2 separate regions of the Mus musculus genome follow, and region 1 is linked to region 2. Evidence: chromatin contacts called from public Micro-C data. All regions are on one chromosome and are shown on one strand. The core of a region is the stretch at or near the end of the contact, and the rest is flanking DNA. Distances in the headings are between cores, read along the strand shown. Region 1 overlaps Gm14636 (predicted gene 14636). Region 2 has its middle 190 kb from the start of Mir221.

Evidence for each region. Hi-C and Micro-C count contacts between places; a contact is called where the count stands out from the background.
Region 1: a contact with region 2 is called in a Micro-C map of macrophages, with 4 times the contacts expected there. The contact joins two enhancer-like sites. A contact is called at or near these places in 2 of 484 Hi-C or Micro-C datasets (bone marrow-derived macrophages and macrophages) and 1 of 115 datasets of contacts at active chromatin or transcription factors (bone marrow-derived macrophages).

The regions. Positions count from the first base shown.
Region 1 is chrX:19,165,804-19,171,251 of GRCm38.p6, forward strand. Gm14636 (predicted gene 14636) reads right to left here. Exons shown (of 5, transcript NR_168020.1): 4 at 972-1,139. Among named protein-coding and RNA genes, the nearest start is that of Mir222, 22 kb to the left of the region's middle. Within about 2 kb of position 1,383, at least 161 of the 459 cell types and tissues checked have an H3K27ac peak or open chromatin away from gene starts, as enhancers often do. A contact at or near this core is called in bone marrow-derived macrophages and macrophages, where this site is marked.
Region 2 is chrX:18,954,514-18,960,130 of GRCm38.p6, forward strand. No RefSeq gene overlaps it. Among named protein-coding and RNA genes, the nearest start is that of Mir221, 190 kb to the right of the region's middle. Within about 2 kb of position 2,333, at least 5 of the 459 cell types and tissues checked have an H3K27ac peak or open chromatin away from gene starts, as enhancers often do. A contact at or near this core is called in bone marrow-derived macrophages and macrophages, where this site is marked.

The sequences.
Region 1 (5,448 bases), core at 133-2,632, 210 kb after region 2:
TGTTTATACTCATAAATGGAGATTGCCCAGAATACCTATATAATTACTGACACTTAAAATATTTCCATCTAACTCTTTGTAAGTATATATCACATGATTAGTTCTACTGACCAAAAAGAAACAGACAAAAATCAAGCAGCCACCTACTATCCTAATATGCTTGCTGGGCACAACCTTTATGCAATCATATTTCAGAGAAGTCAAACATTCACACTAATATAAAACTGCTATCTCGGTGTCTTTTGGAACACAGATAGTCACAGCTTTACTGTCTTTTTCTGGAATAGGAGCAGCTCAGATTCAAAACAAGAAAACTGAATTTCAGGTTTCAGAGAAAGAAAGACAGGCAGACACACGGGTAGCACACCATTAAGAGTTAGTTGCTCATTACCATCTTAAAAAAGTTATGAACTGTATGGAAATCAGCACCCTTTTGCTTTATCAAAACAAGAACAGAACTGTAATCAAACAGAACAATCTTAAAATCATGACATGAATACAAAACAAATTCTATGACCACCATAATCTGCCATTCACAATCAGATTTTTTTGGTACACTGCTTCTACTTTCATTTTGTAAAGATCTAGATAAAATCTGACACAATGGGGAAGCAAAGGAACCGACTAATTCTGAAAGTATTTCTTCACATTTCGACTCGCTACTCAGACTGAATGCAAATCTCTATCCATGGAAAGTTAGTGTAGCAACTCAAGCAAACAGCCCATTTGGATTTCATGCTTTGCCCCACTGAAAAGGAAACCATGTTCAAAAAGTAAGATCTAGTTCTATTACATATGTTTGGCTAAACTAGTAACTCACATCTCATTTTGTTAATTACCTGGTAACGTCTCAGCTTTTATGTTATATGGTGGGGCTGCCTGCTTTTAAAATCCTATATATATATATATATTTTGCAATTCTCCCACACACCATATGATATCTATTAGGGACAATGCCACTTTTCACTTACCGATTCTGGATAACGCAGTGTTTCCTGGTGACAGAAAGCTGAAGCTTCCATTTGCTGAAACTCCCTCTTCTCAGCTTGGTAAATCTGATTATAAAACGGCTTTGTTCTGATCGCACAAGGCACTTTTTTCCCACAAAAGTTTGCTAACGAGTTATCTGCATTTCATTCCTGTGACAAAATGAATCAGACAAAAGGGAAAAAGGGGACAGGGAATAAGTCCACACAAGTTCTTGGCACACATTTTCAGCTACATTTTTCTCAGTTTAATCAGTAAGCTGCATTAAAGTAACAGTTACCAGTTCAGGAAGCCAGAGTTTGATCAAATCAGCTACAAACAATCTTGCACTGCTGTGTAGACCCCCACGACTGCAGCCACTTGGTCATCTATCACACAGAGGAATCATTGGACAGTCCCCACCCCCATCTTGCTCCTGATGAGCAGTAGCCAGCGGGAGAGTGGAGAGTGGACAGTCGCCTAACACGGGACTTTTTTTTATAGGGAACTGACAATTAGCTGCTGACCAATCACAACCAACACCTAGTACCTAAGTCACATGACAGGGCAGTCCCTATGCCTGTAGAATTTCTGAATTACTGGGGTTATACAAAGGACACTCATTCAGGAAAAGGGGGGTGGTGGTCATAAGCCGAAACAGAAAATACCCCGGCTGCGACAACTCAAGCTTTAAAACAAGTAACACCCTAGCCTCACCCAGACAAAGAAGGAGCTGAAACCCAGCCAAGATGGGAATCAGAAGAATGTCTGGCATGTATTAAAAAATAATGCCAAAGCAGAGGCTGAGTTTAGAAACTCAGTTCAACTATAAATGAACTGCTCATCCCGCTTCTGACGGTCTCCCCGGCAATTGCCCATCCTAAGCTCCGTTCTGTACAGCTCCACAGAGGCTTGCCGATGGGAGAGGTGTATAAGCTTCTCTTCCCTCCCAGCAAAGGGCCCCAAGAGACAATTCCTAAGTCAAACACATTTCTTTTAAAGACAACTATACAAATTAAGCAAATTTAACCATCCTTGGGACAAATCTTTATGCTAACTACAAATCATGTCCCCATCTATTTTCATTTGTTCATATAAAGAACACTTTTGCTACGTAAACAAGCCCACTTCATGAAGTAGCTGCCAATTTATTTTAACACCCCCAATTTTTCTTTTTTTGGTTGTAAGCCTAGTCTTAATGGCTGAGCCATCTCTCCAGCCCTCAATTTTTCTTAAATAACACTTATGCCTCAGAAAACACACACACACACACACACACACACACACACACACACACACACACACACACAAACACCCTTATCATTTCTTAATTCTCTGAAAATGGTACTTACAAATGTTCCTTGTTTGGATCTATTTATTCTCCCCCTTTACCGACATCTAAAGTCAAAACACAGGCTCAATCTCTTCTTTCCAAACCAGACACCCAATTTTTCTCAGGCAAAGCTGTGATAACTCTTTCTCCAAGGCAAGCCCAGAGCACTGTGCTTCTTGCCATTCCCAATTTATGGAAGGAAGCATATGTCAAACAAACCAGGTGATGACTCACACTACCTCCCCTGGCCAAATTTTCCCCAGAATGGGAGGGTAGTGTAAGTACAGCCCATTTGGATGTGACTCAGTTTTATTAGACTGGTGGTTGTAGTTGATTTGACAAGCTCCTTTTTTTTTTTTTTGTTTCTTTTCTAGCTCATGCATTTAAGGATCAGAATGCATGTTCTAATAGGTTTCAAAGCATTCAGTCAGGTAAACAAGAAAGCTCCAAGATTATATTTTAAGCCTCAGTAGTGTTTCAGAACCATATGCTGTAAAATTTACAATTAAGGCCACTGAACAATCAAGTTCACACAACAGTGGCGAAAAGGTTATCTACATGCAGGTCTGCCTCATGTCTTTACTATGGGAGGAATCCAGTTTTAAATCTCTTGTTGGGGCCCGTATGGCAGGTTCTTCAGGAAGTGGTCAGGGACCTGAAAGCAGAGCCGTGTAACAGGCTTTCACTTTTGCGTGTACTGCAATTTGCACTCTAACCTGACTCACTCACATAGAATCACGAATTCAACAATGGCCTCACCACAACCCAACATCTGCATAGTCTTTTGATGTCAATGGTTTAATAGCTGAAGACAAAAGCCTTAAAAAAAAAAATCACCAAATAGTCTCTGGGGAAATCGCAGTCAAATAAACTGCTTACAAGTCCCCTATTCAGTATGATGTTTAACTACCATGATGAGAGTGGCATTACATGCATGGAATCAATTATTCTCAGGTATTTTAGATATAGGAAAAAATGGAATAATAAGTGCAATCCCCCTCAACACACACACACACACACACACACACAAACAAACAATCTGAATGGCTCAGACAATCAGTCATACTACAGTTATCTCTTTCGGCATACTTCCTTTAACCTTGAGCAAAGTCAGCAACTGCTTTGACGAGGGATTTTAGTGTTAATTAAACCTTGATAGATAACTAGCTATGTTACAATGTAGGATATACCTTCTATTTTTATGACACAAAGCAAATAGCTAATTCTTCACCTCACAGATGAAGACACAGAAAAGATTCACACATGGAAATATTATTTTAAAAGCTAATTTAGAATTTGATCATTCACTTTATAAATATATATTTAAAAATCCCCTGTAAGTTTTTTACTAGAATAAATACTACTCTAAATTTTCATAGAGAATTAGTTTTCAGAAATTAAATTTAAAAACTACTTGAAAGTGCATTTCCAAATTATACTTTAAGTTTTTCTATTTTAAGTTCATGCACATATTTCTCAACTAGTTATTAAAACCTGTTCATATTTCAACAGGGATATATTAATCTAGCCGATGACATTTTCCAAGTAGAGCTTTATTAGCTTAAAGATAGTTACCTTCCCATGGTACACAGAGAATATCAAGTCTATAATTACTTAGCTTTTGATGGAAACTAACACAGAGTATGAAAGCAGACTTTAATAAAAATCAAAGAACCAAAACTCTGGCATCTGAAGAAACATATAACGTCTCTTAAAAGTCTGGAGAATGATTGGTGTTTCAATCCTGGTTCCTCCATTCCTAGCTTTGCACCTGAACTGAAAAGGGTTGACACAGTGAGTCACACACAGCAGTTATTCTATCACTTAAAATAACATTTAAAACTACTTTATTAGTGATGGCAAACACCTGACCAAGCCATCATTTCTATAGAGCATTTCAGAATCTGTTTGAGCTTTTCCCATCACATTTTCTGGAGTATTCTTAAGGTCAGTACAGAAGAGAGTTATGACCAGATGGAACCGGTCAGAAAAGATATTCAGAAAGTCCCATAGCAGTCCAAGCATTCTGACAAAAAGCCTGTCTTCCCGAACACACAGGAACATGTAAGGTTGTGTAGGGTTGTAGCAAGATGATAAGGAGTTAGTTCAAGGCCAGACTAGGTGAAACCTTGCCTCAAAATTAAAACAAAACAAACAAACAAACAAACAAAAGAAGTAAAACAACAACAACAACAACAAAACAGAACTCTCATTCTAGTTGGCCCAGATAGGTCAAGACATTAGAAATGTCTGTAGCCAGAAAAAGATAAATGAGTGAAAAAAGTGGAGGAACATTATAGCCCTGTTCAGGGTAGAGCACTGTTCTGGGCATAGTGCAGAACACTTCCAAACAGCTCCTAACAAAAGGGATAAAGAGTACAGACACAGAGTAGACCCATGATCTACTGTTTTGTTTTGTTTTGTTTTGTTTTGTTTTGTTTTGTTTTGTTTTGTTTTGTTTTGTTTTGTTTTCCTCCATAAGGCCACCATATAAAATCCTATGACTTTTACCCTAAGGGAAGCTGAGGCAGTTGGGTAAAGAACCTCAACTAACCTATAAGTTAATTGAAGAACCAGTATGTTCTCTGTTAGATTATCTCTCATTAAGAAATTTTACTTCCTCTGAATACATGAAGCTCTGGTTCCATCTGAAAGCTATATGAAACAGTTCAACCATCCTACAAGCCCTCTGGTAACAAAAGCCAGTTGTTTCCAGTCAACATGTGACATAGTTGATGGATGATTAAAAAAAAAAAAAGATAGCAGGCAAACATCTCTGAGGTATAAGTACACTTTATAAATATGCAGATCCTCAAATACTGTGCTCTGCTGACGAGCAAAGGGTAAGCAAGTGATCTAACCTGTCTTTAACATAATGGAGGTAAGATAGCAAAATGGAGAGATGATGATGTGGAAGGCTCCAGGACTCACCCCTTTCAGTGGGAGCTTGAGTCAGAGGTAGAGATCTGGTTCAACTCTGAACTAAAAGGTTGTTTTAGCGAAACAGTACAGAGTTCTAGCTCTGCCAGAAACCAAAATACAAAACAATCTGACTTTTTCAGTTCTAGAAACCCTAACCACAGGTCAAGGTAAACACAAACAACCCAAGATCCAATACTGGCCCTGAAATGAGAGAGTCACTTCCTTTC
Region 2 (5,617 bases), core at 1,083-3,582:
CCATTGACAGTGCCCTTTGCCTTACAGAAACTTTGCAATTTTATGAGGTCCCATTTGTTGATTCTTAATCTTAGAGCATAAGCCAGAAATTTTCCCCTGTGCCCATGTGTTTGAGGCTCTTCCCCACTTTCTCCTCTATAAGTTTCAATGCATCTGGTTTTATGTGTAGGTCCTTGATCCTCCTGCTACTTTTCTTAAATATGATCACTTAGAAGTGGGATGATTAAAAATTTGTTATTTTAAAGAGGGAGAGAGAAAAATGGATTCTCTTTAGTTTTATTGAGAACTTAATACAGAAGTACTTGGAGCAAAACAGCATAGTACCAACCAAGAGAAAGAAATAATGTCAATATATTATTTGTAGTTGTTTGTTGTGGGGGCACTATATAAATATTTACTTGATTTTTTGCAACTTATTTGTAAGAATGAAAACTTTAGATAAAGAAGGATGTTGGGCAAGTGTTGGCCACATAAATTTTCACAATCTATCATGCCTGACACATGCTAGATGATGAGGATAGGAGGTAAGATTCCAGATAGGTACAAATTAGGCAAAAGTCTCAGACTCCTATATTACAAGAAACCAGAGGTTGTTAATAAAAGGAGAGAAGGTTGAAAAGCAAAGGGAAAGACTGAATCAAAGTGTGATAACTGTTCAGTTACTAATGGGGTATAGAAAAAGCCATTCTATACTGAGAAATAAGAACTCACATATACTGTGAATTGAGAATGTAAATTGCTGTGGATATTATGGGAAGTAGAATGAATTATCTTCAAAAGAAATCCCACCAATGAATGAATATATATGTTCCATGGGTACAAATTATTTGTTGAGGTATAGGTTTTTGTTTTGTTTGTTTTTAAGGAAGAACTCAATGTGTCACAGCTAACTTCAAACTCACCATGTAGCTGAGGCTGGCCTTAAACTCATGATACTTCTGTCCCAGCATGTTGAGTATGAGGTTCACAGTCATGTACCACAATTTTCACGTGAAATTAGTATATTGGAAAGACACCTTCACTCTCCACAATAGCCAGCTTATGAGACTATGTTATGTGCTCACTGATGGATGAATGCATAAAGAACTTGTGGTACATATAAACAATGGAATATTAATTAACCATAAAAATTAATGAAATTATTTAATTAGCAAAAACATAGATCAAAAAGGAAGACAAATAAGATGCATTGTATAAGCTACAAAATTCAACACACAACAGTAAGCAAAAGAAGAGTAGCTACCAGACTGTGAAAAATATACAGAGAAAGGAGAGATGAATTAAAGATGTGTGTGTGTGCAGGGGTACAGTTGGATAGTTAAAACAACATAATGATCTAAAGCACAGTAATATAACTGTGGATAATAATAGTTAATTGAATAGTTTAAATTAGTGAAGAGAGAAGATTTTTTATGTTTCTATCACTTAATAATTATATGTCTGAGGTAATAGATACACTAATTACCCTGATTTTATCCCTACACATTGCACACATGTATTGAAATGTCACACTGTACCTGATAATTATGTATAATCAGCATGTGTCTGTTAAAAATAAAAGCATATTTTAAAATTAAATAGCCATTCTCAATACCCAAAATTGGAATACAATTTTAAGGGCCATTTAGCAATCCCAAGATGTTGAAAATTTGGTGAGGAGTAGGCCACTTAAAAAGCTTCAAAATATGTTTTCAAATCTAGACTTCTTCCAAAGAGAAGAATAGTGATTTTGAAGTTGATGAATCAGGTAGATGGCAACTTAACAGAATAGTCAAAGTCTAATATCAAAATTGATACCAAAATTATCATTTTCTTCTCTAATGCGTCAATACTGGCAGACATTCTGCCCAGTGTTTTGGATAGCTTACAAAGCAACTGGCAAGTACTCTGCTATATGACATAGAGACAACAGACCAGGGCATGCTGAGGAATTGTTCCAGGTCAAAGGTGACTAAGAGGACACAATGACCTAAAGGGCTATTTGATATAGAATAGAATCAGGATTATAAACAAACCAAAGCTCATTGTTGGAACAACTGTCATATTTGAATAAGGAATGTGGATTAAGCTATAAAATTAGAATAGCATTGATTTTCTGATTTCAGATGGTTGCACTGTAATTAGGGAGTATATACCAAAATAGCTGGTAAAGTGATTCAGTGTCTCCAACATATTCTCCCTAGAGAATGCAATGGTCTTGATTGTCAGTTTAATAAGATGAAATGATGTTCAGGGCAGCCAAGTCCATCTCTATGGAACCATTTCCAGAGACTACTGACATGTGGAACAGAAACTGAAGAGGAAGGATATGCCTTGCATTAGTTGACATCATTCAACAGGCTGAGAGCCTAAGTGGAAAAAATTGAAAAAAAGGAAGCCAGTATGTATGTAAGTAAGGCCCTATTCTTCATGAGTGAGTTCTCTACTTCCCTAGTGTGTACATAGTCATGTCTGAACTACCCAATCTCTATTGTGTTAGCAGAATTTCTCTTTAAAATTTCATTGGTTCTGTCCCTCTAGAAAATCCCAACTAATACAGAAAAATAATGGGGATGGGGCAGAGGGACTGAGAGAGAAGAAAACAGAAAGAAAAACACAGACAGAAAAACAGATGGGGCAAAATGAGAGTAACTGTGACTCTGTGAAGAGTACAGGGGAGATTCTTACACTATGGAGCATAAAATGTTATCAAAACAAGTGAGCAAAATCTATAGTTTATATAAATATCCTCCAAAGTTTTGGGTCCCAGCTTATGGTACAATAAGGAGATGGTAGAGCTTTTAAGAGATGGAGCCTGATAGGGTTCAAGTCACTAGGAATGTACACATAAGAGGGGATTATGGAACACAAATATCTTCTCTATATTTCTCATTGGCCATGAGGGAAGCAGATTCCTCTAGTCTGGTTCCCACAATAGTGTACTACTCAACCAGAGGCCCAAAGGCAATAGAAACAAATAAAAGTGAAGTGAAACCTCTGACTATAATCATTCCTTCTTACAGCTTGATTTTCATGGGTATCTTGGTAACAGAAAGGTGACTAATACAGCAAACCAAATTTAGCCTAAAAAAATCACGTTTTCATTCTGTATAATATTTGAAAAGCAGATCCAACAGAAGGTACTCAAGTATCAGCCTCATGCTGGGTATAAGACAATTAGTTGATGAAAAAGAATCTTACCCTGTCATGGTCAGAATAGGATTGGCCCCAATAGTTTCATGTGTTTCAATGCTTGATCCCATAAGGAGTGGAACTATTAGGTGGTGTGGCATTGTTGGAGTACGTATGACCTTGTTAGAGGAAGTGTGTCACTGCAGGTGAGCTTTCAGGTCTCATCTAGGCCCAATGCTAAGAAATTATTAATAAAAATATTCTTTAAAAATATTTTATTGATTCTTTGTGAATTTTATGTCATGTAACCCAATTGCTGTCATCTCAACATCCATTCTTATCCAACTTTTACCCTCCACCCTTGCAACCCTCCATTACTGCTGTCTACTGTCCAGATGTAGAGCTTTCAGCTCCTTCTCCAGTACTATGTCTGCCTGCATACTGTTACACTTCCACCATGATAATAGACTAAACCTCTGAACCTGTAAGTCAGCTCCAATTAAATATTTTTCTTTATAAGAGTTGTCGTGGTCATTATTTCTCTTCACAGCAGTAGTAGCTCTTAAGATACACTCTGAACAATTTAACCCTTCAATCACCGAACACATTATCCGCATAAAGTATCTGTAGTTTTTGTTTTTTTTTAACCATTAAAAAAATCTTAAATCAAGAGAAGGCATCGAAGCTAGAAGAACATATCCCACCTACAGGCATCAACTTTTGGGATAGCCATTGCCTTGATTAGGGTTTTATTGCTGTGACTAGACACCATGGCCAAGGCAACTCTTGCAAGAACACCATGGTGATGGGAGTACAGGAGAGTTGGCAAGCTGACAAACTCAGAAACCACCCAGGCCCAGGACTTTGAGTTGGCCCACCCCAACATCTCTTCTAACTATGAACTGCTGGAGTTCATGAAGGGGTCTTGTCCTGCAGATTCAAAGCTGTAGGAGCTTCATGTCACAGGGAGACAAGCATATCTGAGAGGAGTCCCAGTGAGGATCCAGTATTGTCACTGTATATGGACAAAAGGGTATCCTGTAGGACACACTGTGATATAACTACAGCTTCCACAATTAGATAGGTATTTTGTGTTGTTTGTTTTGATTTTTTTTTTTTTTACTGTGTGAGAAGGTTGCAAGGGTGGAGGGTATAAGTTGGATAAGAAGGGATGGTGAGATGAGAGAAATTGGGGTGCATGACATGAAATTCACAAAGAATCAATAAAATGTTTTTTAAAGAATATATTTATTAATAACTTCTCAGCCAAAAAAAACCCCTATAAGTCCATAAAACACATAAAACCAGAAGCTCTAATATATACACAAAATTAGGGTAAGATAGATAGATGATAGACAGATAATGTTATGACAAAGCATTGTATGTGAATGTGTGTGTCACTATATCTATGTGTTTCTTGCACTTTTTCTTTAGCTCTTTTTCTTCCATTTGTTTATTTGTTTTGTCTTATTTTGGTTTGCATGCTTTTATTTTATCTTATTTTACTATTTCTTTAAATGCCTGTTCATTTTCTCAGTAGAGAGAGAAAATGTGTGTATTTGAATATAAGAGGTAGTAGAGAAGATCTGAGAGGAGTTAGGGAAAGGAAAACCACCCTTAGAATATATATTGTATGAAAAAAGTCTAATTTCAATTAAAAAATAGAGAAGAAATACAAAAAATCCCATTCTAAAAATTTCAAAGTTTAGTCACTATTTGGAATAACCTTAATAAATCTGGAGATGTCACTTAGTTATCTTCTTTCTTCTGGCCTCTGTGAGAGATCAAGAAGGAGAGTTTTTGAGATATCTTTTTCATTTTGAAATCTTAACTTGAATAGGCCTCTGTCATCATGTCCCACGTGTTGCATTGTGCTGCTTAAAAAATTAGAATATTAAGTTTCCTTTTTAGAACTAAAATATGGATCGGTTTTACAATCTAGTTAAGCGAGGGAACATTGTAAGTGGATCTCTCGATAGATAGATAGATAGATAGATAGATAGATAGATAGATAGATCTTTGTGCTATTACACATGTCCATTGCTGCATGGCCTGAGTTTAAGACTTGGTAAATATATAGTAGAGATTTGAACAAATCTAAGCCTGACATTCTGAACAAACAATTGCGACCACCTGATCTTGAAGAACTATCACATGGATATTAATAGCATGGGGATAGTGGCTGATATTGTATAAGATATGCTATTTTTAACAACTATCATTCTTATTTCTATCTGTAAAAGTGTAGTCTGAATTAAAATTAATATGATCAACCTTGTGACATTTAAGCTCATTGTATCTGCTTTCAAATGTCCAAAAGAACATTGCCTTTTGAAGGTTTGTTTATTTTGGTAGCAGAAATAGGTTCAAGATTGGCAATAAATTATTTTTTTCTAAAAATAGGAAGAATGTTTCATTTTATGCATTGCCATTCATACTTTGTAACTTTTGTTCCTTGATATTACAGTTGGCTTTGTAAAACCCACTGTTATTCACTAAACATTTT